Linked DNA regions of Rattus norvegicus: region 1 is linked to region 2. The links are chromatin contacts, called in public Hi-C maps. All regions are on one chromosome and are shown on one strand. Each heading gives the region's core, a stretch centred on a gene start, on an enhancer-like site or on the middle of the called end of the contact. The rest is flanking DNA. Distances are from core to core; before and after follow the strand shown.

What was found. A called contact is a pair of places that touch in the nucleus more often than the background predicts.
Region 1: a contact with region 2 is called in a Hi-C map of Schwann cells, with 5 times the contacts expected there. The contact joins two enhancer-like sites. A contact is called at or near these places in 4 of 12 Hi-C or Micro-C datasets (the Rat2 cell line, Schwann cells, frontal cortex and 1 more).

Annotation. Positions count from the first base shown.
Region 1 is chr7:67,520,311-67,524,027 of GRCr8, forward strand. It overlaps Matn2 (matrilin 2), which reads left to right. Exons shown (of 19, transcript NM_001427155.1): 14 at 1,999-2,412. Among named protein-coding and RNA genes, the nearest start is that of Rpl30, 14 kb to the right of the region's middle. Within about 2 kb of position 1,336, at least 3 of the 93 cell types and tissues checked have an H3K27ac peak or open chromatin away from gene starts, as enhancers often do. A contact at or near this core is called in Schwann cells, where this site is marked.
Region 2 is chr7:67,388,381-67,392,133 of GRCr8, forward strand. All of the region lies in intron 1 of Matn2 (matrilin 2), which reads left to right. Among named protein-coding and RNA genes, the nearest start is that of Matn2, 10 kb to the left of the region's middle. Within about 2 kb of position 1,616, at least 11 of the 93 cell types and tissues checked have an H3K27ac peak or open chromatin away from gene starts, as enhancers often do. A contact at or near this core is called in Schwann cells, where this site is marked.

The sequences.
Region 1 (3,717 bases), core at 86-2,585, 130 kb after region 2:
CTTCCATATACATGGATGTATACACAGACAGCAATAACAACAGCCTTTGATTTAGTAGATAGCAAATGCAATAGCTGGTTCTGTTCTGTAAGCAAAGGGTACAGACAGAGGAGTGGCTTGTACATCACTCCAGTACCCCTGACATCTGCTGGAGAGCCACATGCATGGCATCTGAGTCTTTTCTGATCTCCTTTCTATGATGAATCAATAGACTGGGTAATGAGGACAAGCATTTCATGAGGAAAGAGAACCCTCAGGGCTGAAGAGTTAGCTCAGTGGTTAAGAACAGTATCTGTTCTTTCAAAGGACTCAACATCCATATGGTAGCTCACAGAAGATCTGAGATGTATACATGCAGGCAGAACACTCATACAGATAAAACAAAGTAAAATTTAAAAAAAAGAGAGAACTCAGCCCCCAACTACTCCCCCTACACACACACACACACACACACACACACACACACACACACACACACACACGGGAGCACTCACATTAGCATTTTCTGCTGGCCAAACCTAGAAGTATTTTTGCATATGTATGTTTTTACTTGCTTTATTATTGTACTTCGCTTTGAAAGATTAGACAGTTGCTTGATCTATATAAAAAAGAATATTATAATAACATACTGTACACTGTTTGAAATGAGATAATCTATTTGGAATTGGTACAATTCTCTTATGCAACCCTACATACAAAGTCTCTTAGCAGCGAAATTGCCTATATATTTATATAAAGTATTTCTTTTTACTGTTAACCATCTAAGTTTCCCATAAAGCTTTTTTTTTTCCTTCGGAGCTGGGGACCGAACCCAGGGCCTTGCGATTGCTAGGCAAGTGCTCTACCACTGAGCTAAATCCCCAACCCCTAAAGCTTTTTTCAAAGTTACATTTTTTAAGCCTTAATAGTTCAGTAGAGCACTTATTCATGTGCTACCAAATAAAGACCGCCAGGTTCTTTTATTCTGTCAGCAATAATATATAGCACACCTATTGTGTGCCAAACATTATAAGCCCAAAAATAAAAGACCCTTAGTATCTACTGCAGGAGAATTCAGGCTAGGAGAGAAAGACACGTTGTTAAATAATTATCCCACTGCATGGATACAGCACAGGGCACATTAGGTTTACGCAAAGTGGTTTTAGACATTTTGTGTTAGTCATTACCATAGTCCTGCTGTGTCCACAAAGCAGATACTCAGTACATTGATTCTGACTGAATAAATTAAGGTGTTAGGGTATTCAGAAAGTAGCTGACATAGCTGAGTTACTGTGTGAGCTTCTTGGAAGAGGTAATGGCTGAGGAGAAACTAAGCATGTCTTCTACTGCCAAAACATTAGCACTCGTGTATCTCAGCATCCCACAACACAGCACAAGGAACTGCCGTGCTCTAGCCTAACCCAGTGGTTCTCAACTTGTGAGTCATGACTCCTGAGGGGGTTGGTAAAGCCTTACAATTCATAGCAGTAGCAAAATTACAATTATGAAAATAACTTTATGGTTGGGGGTTATCACAACCTGAGGAAGGGTCACATCACTAGGAAGGCTGAGAACCACTGGTCTAATCCTTTACTGTAATCTGTGCACAGAAAAGGACTTGCTGCCAGTAATCGGTGTGATTTCCTTTTCAATATGTGTGTACCGTGTAGCTTACTTAGGGGAGTTACTGCTGTTCATAATTGGTAACTCAAACATAAAAGGATAACTGGAAAAACTTGTATTTGTGATATGTGAGAATACTGTTCTTAACCACTGAGCTAACTCTTCAGCCCCAGGGTTCTCTTTCCTCATGAAATGCTTGTCCTCATTACTCAGCCCATTGATTCATCATAGAAAGGAAATCAGAAAAGACTCAGATGCTGTCCTGTGTGCTAGGTGAAAAACAAAAAATGGCTCTCTAAATTCACCTATGCCTCCTGCTGAAGCACGATTTTTTATACTTTGTATACACTGGATCTCTAACTTTTTAACCTTGTTACTTTCCTTTCCTTCCTATAGGATGCACTGAAGGCCCAATTGACCTAGTCTTTGTGATTGATGGATCCAAGAGCCTTGGAGAAGAGAATTTTGAGATTGTGAAGCATTTTGTCACTGGGATCATAGATTCCTTGGCAGTTTCCCCCAAAGCTGCTCGCGTGGGGCTGCTGCAGTATTCCACACAGGTCCGCACAGAGTTTACCCTGAAGGGCTTCAGCTCAGCCAAGGACATGAAAAAAGCTGTGGCCCACATGAAATACATGGGCAAAGGCTCTATGACTGGGCTGGCCCTGAAACACATGTATGAGAGAAGTTTTACCCAAGTAGAAGGAGCCAGGCCCCTCTCCACACGGGTGCCCAGAGCAGCCATTGTGTTCACGGACGGACGGGCTCAGGATGATGTCTCCGAGTGGGCCAGGAAAGCCAAGGCCAATGGTAAAATGGGATGGAGTTGTGGCTTATATTACTCAAAGTTTGTGTCTCTTCAATTCACAGCTGGTCTTAGGAGTCAGTGTTTGAGCAACCAGTAATTGCTGGTTAAGCCAAAATACACCTTGGCAATACTGCCACCTACAGGCCATAATGGGACCCTGGAGATACTAAATAAATGTTCCTCACAGCCTGGGTAATAGGATTTACCCCCTAGTACGTGACCTTCAGTAGAGACAATCACCTCAGCAAGTGTTATTTAATTACAACACCCTGGCATGTTTCCTCCATAGTCACCTGAAGAAATTTTTTTAAAAGATAGATTTCTGGTGGCAACTTTACTGACACAAGTACACTTTTAAAATTTTTTATTTTTATTTTCATGTGCATTGGTGTTTTGCCTACATGTGTGTCTATATGAGGGTATCAGATCCCCTAGAACTGGAGTTAGGGACAGCTGTGATCTGCCATGTGGGTGTGGGAATTGAACCCAATTCTTCTGGAAGAGCAGCCATTGCTCCTAACCACTGAACCATCATCCCCGCCTACCCAAGACACTTTAAAAAAATGTAGGAGGAGGAAGAAAGAAGAGGGGAGTTACCCAGGGAGGGAGGGAGGAACACAGAGAGAGAAACAAAAAGGAAAGATTCTCTTTCTAGCTTGGGCTGGCCTGAAACACACTGTAGCACAGAATGAATGGCTTCAAACTCATTGCCTCAGCCTCCCTAGTACTTGGACTACAAGCATGAGCCAACACATGAATAGATTTTTGGTCAAGCCTTTAAGTGAATACTCTGAAGCCATGAAGTCTTTGAATAGAGAAGACCTGTGTTGGCAGAAGCCTAGCTTTTGAAAGGAACAGAGCTGGATGGGTCCAAGTTCCTATTGCTCCATGACACTCAGACCGTCCTCTGGGGTTTTCCTGACTTTGTGTATTCTGCAGGAAGGGTCTGAAGGGTGGCTTTATTTGCATAGATGTGGAACAGTGTGGCCTTTGATTCATGGGAGGCCAAAAGCCAGGATGGATGTTGGAGCCAGTTCATGATGATTATATATGGCTTTCCTCTGGTGAGATGAGAAGACTCAAGCAATCTGCTTCTAAGTCAAACTCCTTCAAGTAATGAAGGCACACTGCTAAGAAAAAGGAATGTATGCAAGAAAAAAGCAGTATGCAGTCCTAACTGGAGACGCTCTAGAATTTGAGCCTAGATGGGCCCAGATGCATAGATGATTGACATTTGCTCAGTCCATTAAAAAAAAAAACAAACCCAGAACTCTAAGTCCTATTGGCAAACTCCATCCTCCCTCACA
Region 2 (3,753 bases), core at 366-2,865:
TGAGTCAAACACGGAGGGCGAATATCATCCTGATTAATACAGAGAGTAAGCACTGAAGACTGTGGACCCAGCAGAGGAAGGCCACCCATTGCAAAACCATCTGGGTGCTTCAGGCTCCACTCGGAAGGGTAAATGCAGGGACATCCATATGGGGGAGAGATGGCCAGTGGTCAGTCATGGAGGGGCTTGAGGATAACATTTGTTCAGTGAGGCCATTGGCAGACCTTAAACAGATGAAGGAATGGACCTTTTAGCAGTGCCTCAGAGAGTCTGGGTGCGAAAGGCCTAGGCTGTAAAATTGGCTGCAGCCACGGAAAACAGCCTCAAGGCAGGAAGGAGGCCGAGAGAAGAAAGTGAAGTTTTTGCATTCCTGAATACCATCAGGATACAGGGCAGATGGAAACTGGTTTGCAGTTACTGGTCTAGGTGTAGACAGCTAAGCCAAGGGGTAACCTTGACCACAAAAGGACTTGAGGAAGAGAAGATGGATGGGTCCCTGCCTGGACAAGCTGATATGTCAGCAAATCTTCACTTCTGGTTGGAAGTCACAGTCAGTCATGTCAGGTCAATCCGGTAATAACCAGGGTGTAAAATTTTGAGCTGCCTATGGGTGCCCTTATGTTTCAGCATACGTTGGTTTCCCGTCTGCTGGCCACGCAGGAGATGGCAGTTCTGATAGTGGGAGGAAGAGAGATAGGAGGGGCCGCCTCTGAGATTTATTCTCTGTTTATCTGTGACTGCTTAGAGTCATGTATTATATATGCTGACAGAAGTCTGTGAGGGACACAGTGATGTCCCTCTGCCTCTCTCTGACTGCCTGAGAGGTGGCATGGGGGTAGTCTTTATGGTTTTACCAGTTAAGTAGCTCTGAGACCTTGGAAGCTCTCTATCTATAAACTTTAGCACACTCTCCTCAAAGATAAGATCTTGGGGCTGGGAATTTAGCTCAGTGGTAGAGCGCTTGCCTAGGAAGCGCAAGGCCCTGGGTTCGGTCCCCAGCTCCGAAAAAAAGAACCAAAAAAAAAAAAAAAAAAAAGATAAGATCTTACCTGCTTTGGCGGAGATCAAATGAGATGACAGTCTGCAAAATACTTGGTTCCATGCACTAGGCCAATGTTACTGCTCTTCCTACTTTTTTCTTACTTACATTTACATTTTTATTGTATGAATTTGTGTGTATGTATGTCCATAAACACACATCTGGAGGTCAGAGAACAACCTGTGGAAGTTGGTTGTTCCAACTTCCTGCTACCAGCCACATGGGTTTTGGGGATAGAACTCAGACTGCTGTTTGGATAGCAAGTGTGTTCGCCCCCAGAGCCTCTTCCCAGCCTGCCACTTCCTTTTCTTGTGTGCACGGGGCTAAATGCTGGCTGTACACTTTTCTAGGAGGGCAGGGTGCACTGGGCCCGTGTTCTTGTTCAGACAGAGACACCACTTTCATGATGGCTTCACTTTCACTTACTGATGGCTAACTGAAGACCAGAGAGTTAGGACACACAAGTGAGGTGCACGGATATCACAGCCAGATCTCTCAAGACCCACAGCTCATTGTTCTTGGCTGTGGAGGGACCCTTGCCTGGTGAGTCAGACAGTGGTGCTTAGAAGGCTGCGAGAGCAGCCTCCTTTCTCTGTCCCACTCCCTTGGCAAAGCTATACAAAGAACTCATTGTCTCAGGGAAAGGAGACAAATGGCTACAACAGAAGTCAAAGTGCTGGTATCACTTCAAAACATTCTCTCCGTGCCCCCTGTTGCTTCACTGTTTCTCACACAAAAGTTCTCCTCTTTTGCTCTAGAGTTGAAAGGACTGTCCTTAACAGCCAGTTCATTTTCCTCTCAAGGATGTTACGTATTCTTCAGATTCCAAGAGCTCTAAGTGCCAAACCGAGAAAGCACCATGGACTTGAGAGGACATGCATCAACTTATCATTATGTGAAAACTCCATATTGTCTGACTATAATAATTATATAACATAACATCGCCATTATTAGGTATTTATATAGTATCTTTCCTATGTTAATTCGCATATGCTAGTGAATATGTTCACTAGCATCCTTTCAGTCACATGCCCAATGCATTTAGACTATATTTGCCCCCATTACCCTTTCTTGGTCCCTCCCTTCTCCCACTCATCCCCTTCCTCTTCCCAGCACATCTACTTTTATGTCCTCAAGCTTTAATGGGGGTCACGTGGAGGTGGAGAGCAGCCTTGTAGTCAGTTCTTTCTAACTAGATCTCCAGCCTTGAGAAGAAAGTACTTTATCTCCTGATCTGTCTCACTGTCTGTCTCACTGTCTGTCTGTCTGTCTGTCTGTCTGTCTCTGTGTGTGTGTGCCTCTCTCTCTCTATCTTTCTGTGTGTGTGTGTGTGTGTGTGTGTGTGTGTGTGTGTGTGTGTGTGTGTTTGTTTTAAGGTTGGTTACAGGAACGGGCAACTTACAATGGCTACACTACTGAAGAAAATCAATCTCTCTCTCTCTCTCTCTCTCTCTCTCTCTCTCTCTCTCTCTCTCTCTCTCTCTTTCTTAGCAACCATTAGCTACCTAGAGATCCCCAGGGAGGGACAGGGCCTGGGAGCTTGTCTTCTGTGCGTGGGGAGATGTTAACAGGCCCACCCAGTCTTGGGCAGGTCTAGGTAACCAGAGCTGCCAAGAGCTCAGCCATGCTACAGCCAGGCCATGCCCAGAAGACAGTGCTCCACAATATTCCAACCCTTCCTTCCACTCTTCTTCGATGCCATTCCTTTATTTTAAATAGCTTTTTTGAAATTTAACTTACAGTGGACTTCACTAATTCTACAAGGTATGATTTGGTAAATTTCAACAAATGCATCGCTCCATCATAGCCATAATGTAAACATTTCTATAGCCCCAGCTTTTCTCTTTGGCTTCCCCAGGGCTGTCTCCCTTTTCTTACCCACAAGCCCACTGATTTGCTTCCTGCTCTTGCTATGTAACGTTGCCCTTTATTAAATTTCCTCTAGTCAGAGAATGCAGAGAGTAGTCTTTTTGTGTCTGTTGCTTTCATTTGGTGTGGTTCTGGGGTTCAGCAAGCGGAGCACTACTAGTTGTCCAGTAGGGGTCCAGTGTATGGACACTCTAATCTGTTTTCCACTCAGCAGCTGACAGCCACTGGGCTGTTTCCATATTCAGCATTGGAAAGAACAGCCACTGTAAACATCTGAGAAAGAGTTATCATGTGGACGGATGCTCTGGTCTTCCCTGTAGGGTCAGGACTCGGAGAAGAAAATGCTTTTGATTTTCGTGAGGTTGAAGGGTTTCCCAGGGTGTGGCCTTTTGGGCTAAAAGCATGGGTGAATAGAGACACTGAGTTACCTTGTGCCGTGTTATTTAGGTATAACTTTATAAGAAGCTGGCAACTATGCTCCAAAATGACATGCTAGTTTGCATGCTTATCAACAAATCGTGAGGGTTCCAATGTTCTTTCATCCTTTCAACATGGCGGGCATTGCGCTGTGGTGGCTACCCCAGCAGGTTTGTCACGGTGTGTCATGGTGCCTTTATCTGTATTTCCTTAACAACTAACATTTGAACATCTTTTCATGTTTGTCCTCTGGTTATCCTCTTTATGGTGGTTTGAATAGAAATGGCCCCCATAGACTCATTCTGTGTTTGAATGCTTGGCCACAGGGAGTGGCACTATAGGGCGTGGCCTTGCAGGAGGAAGTGTATTATTGTAGAGGTGGACTTTGAGGTCTTTTATATTTTCAAGCTACGTCCAGCGATAGATAG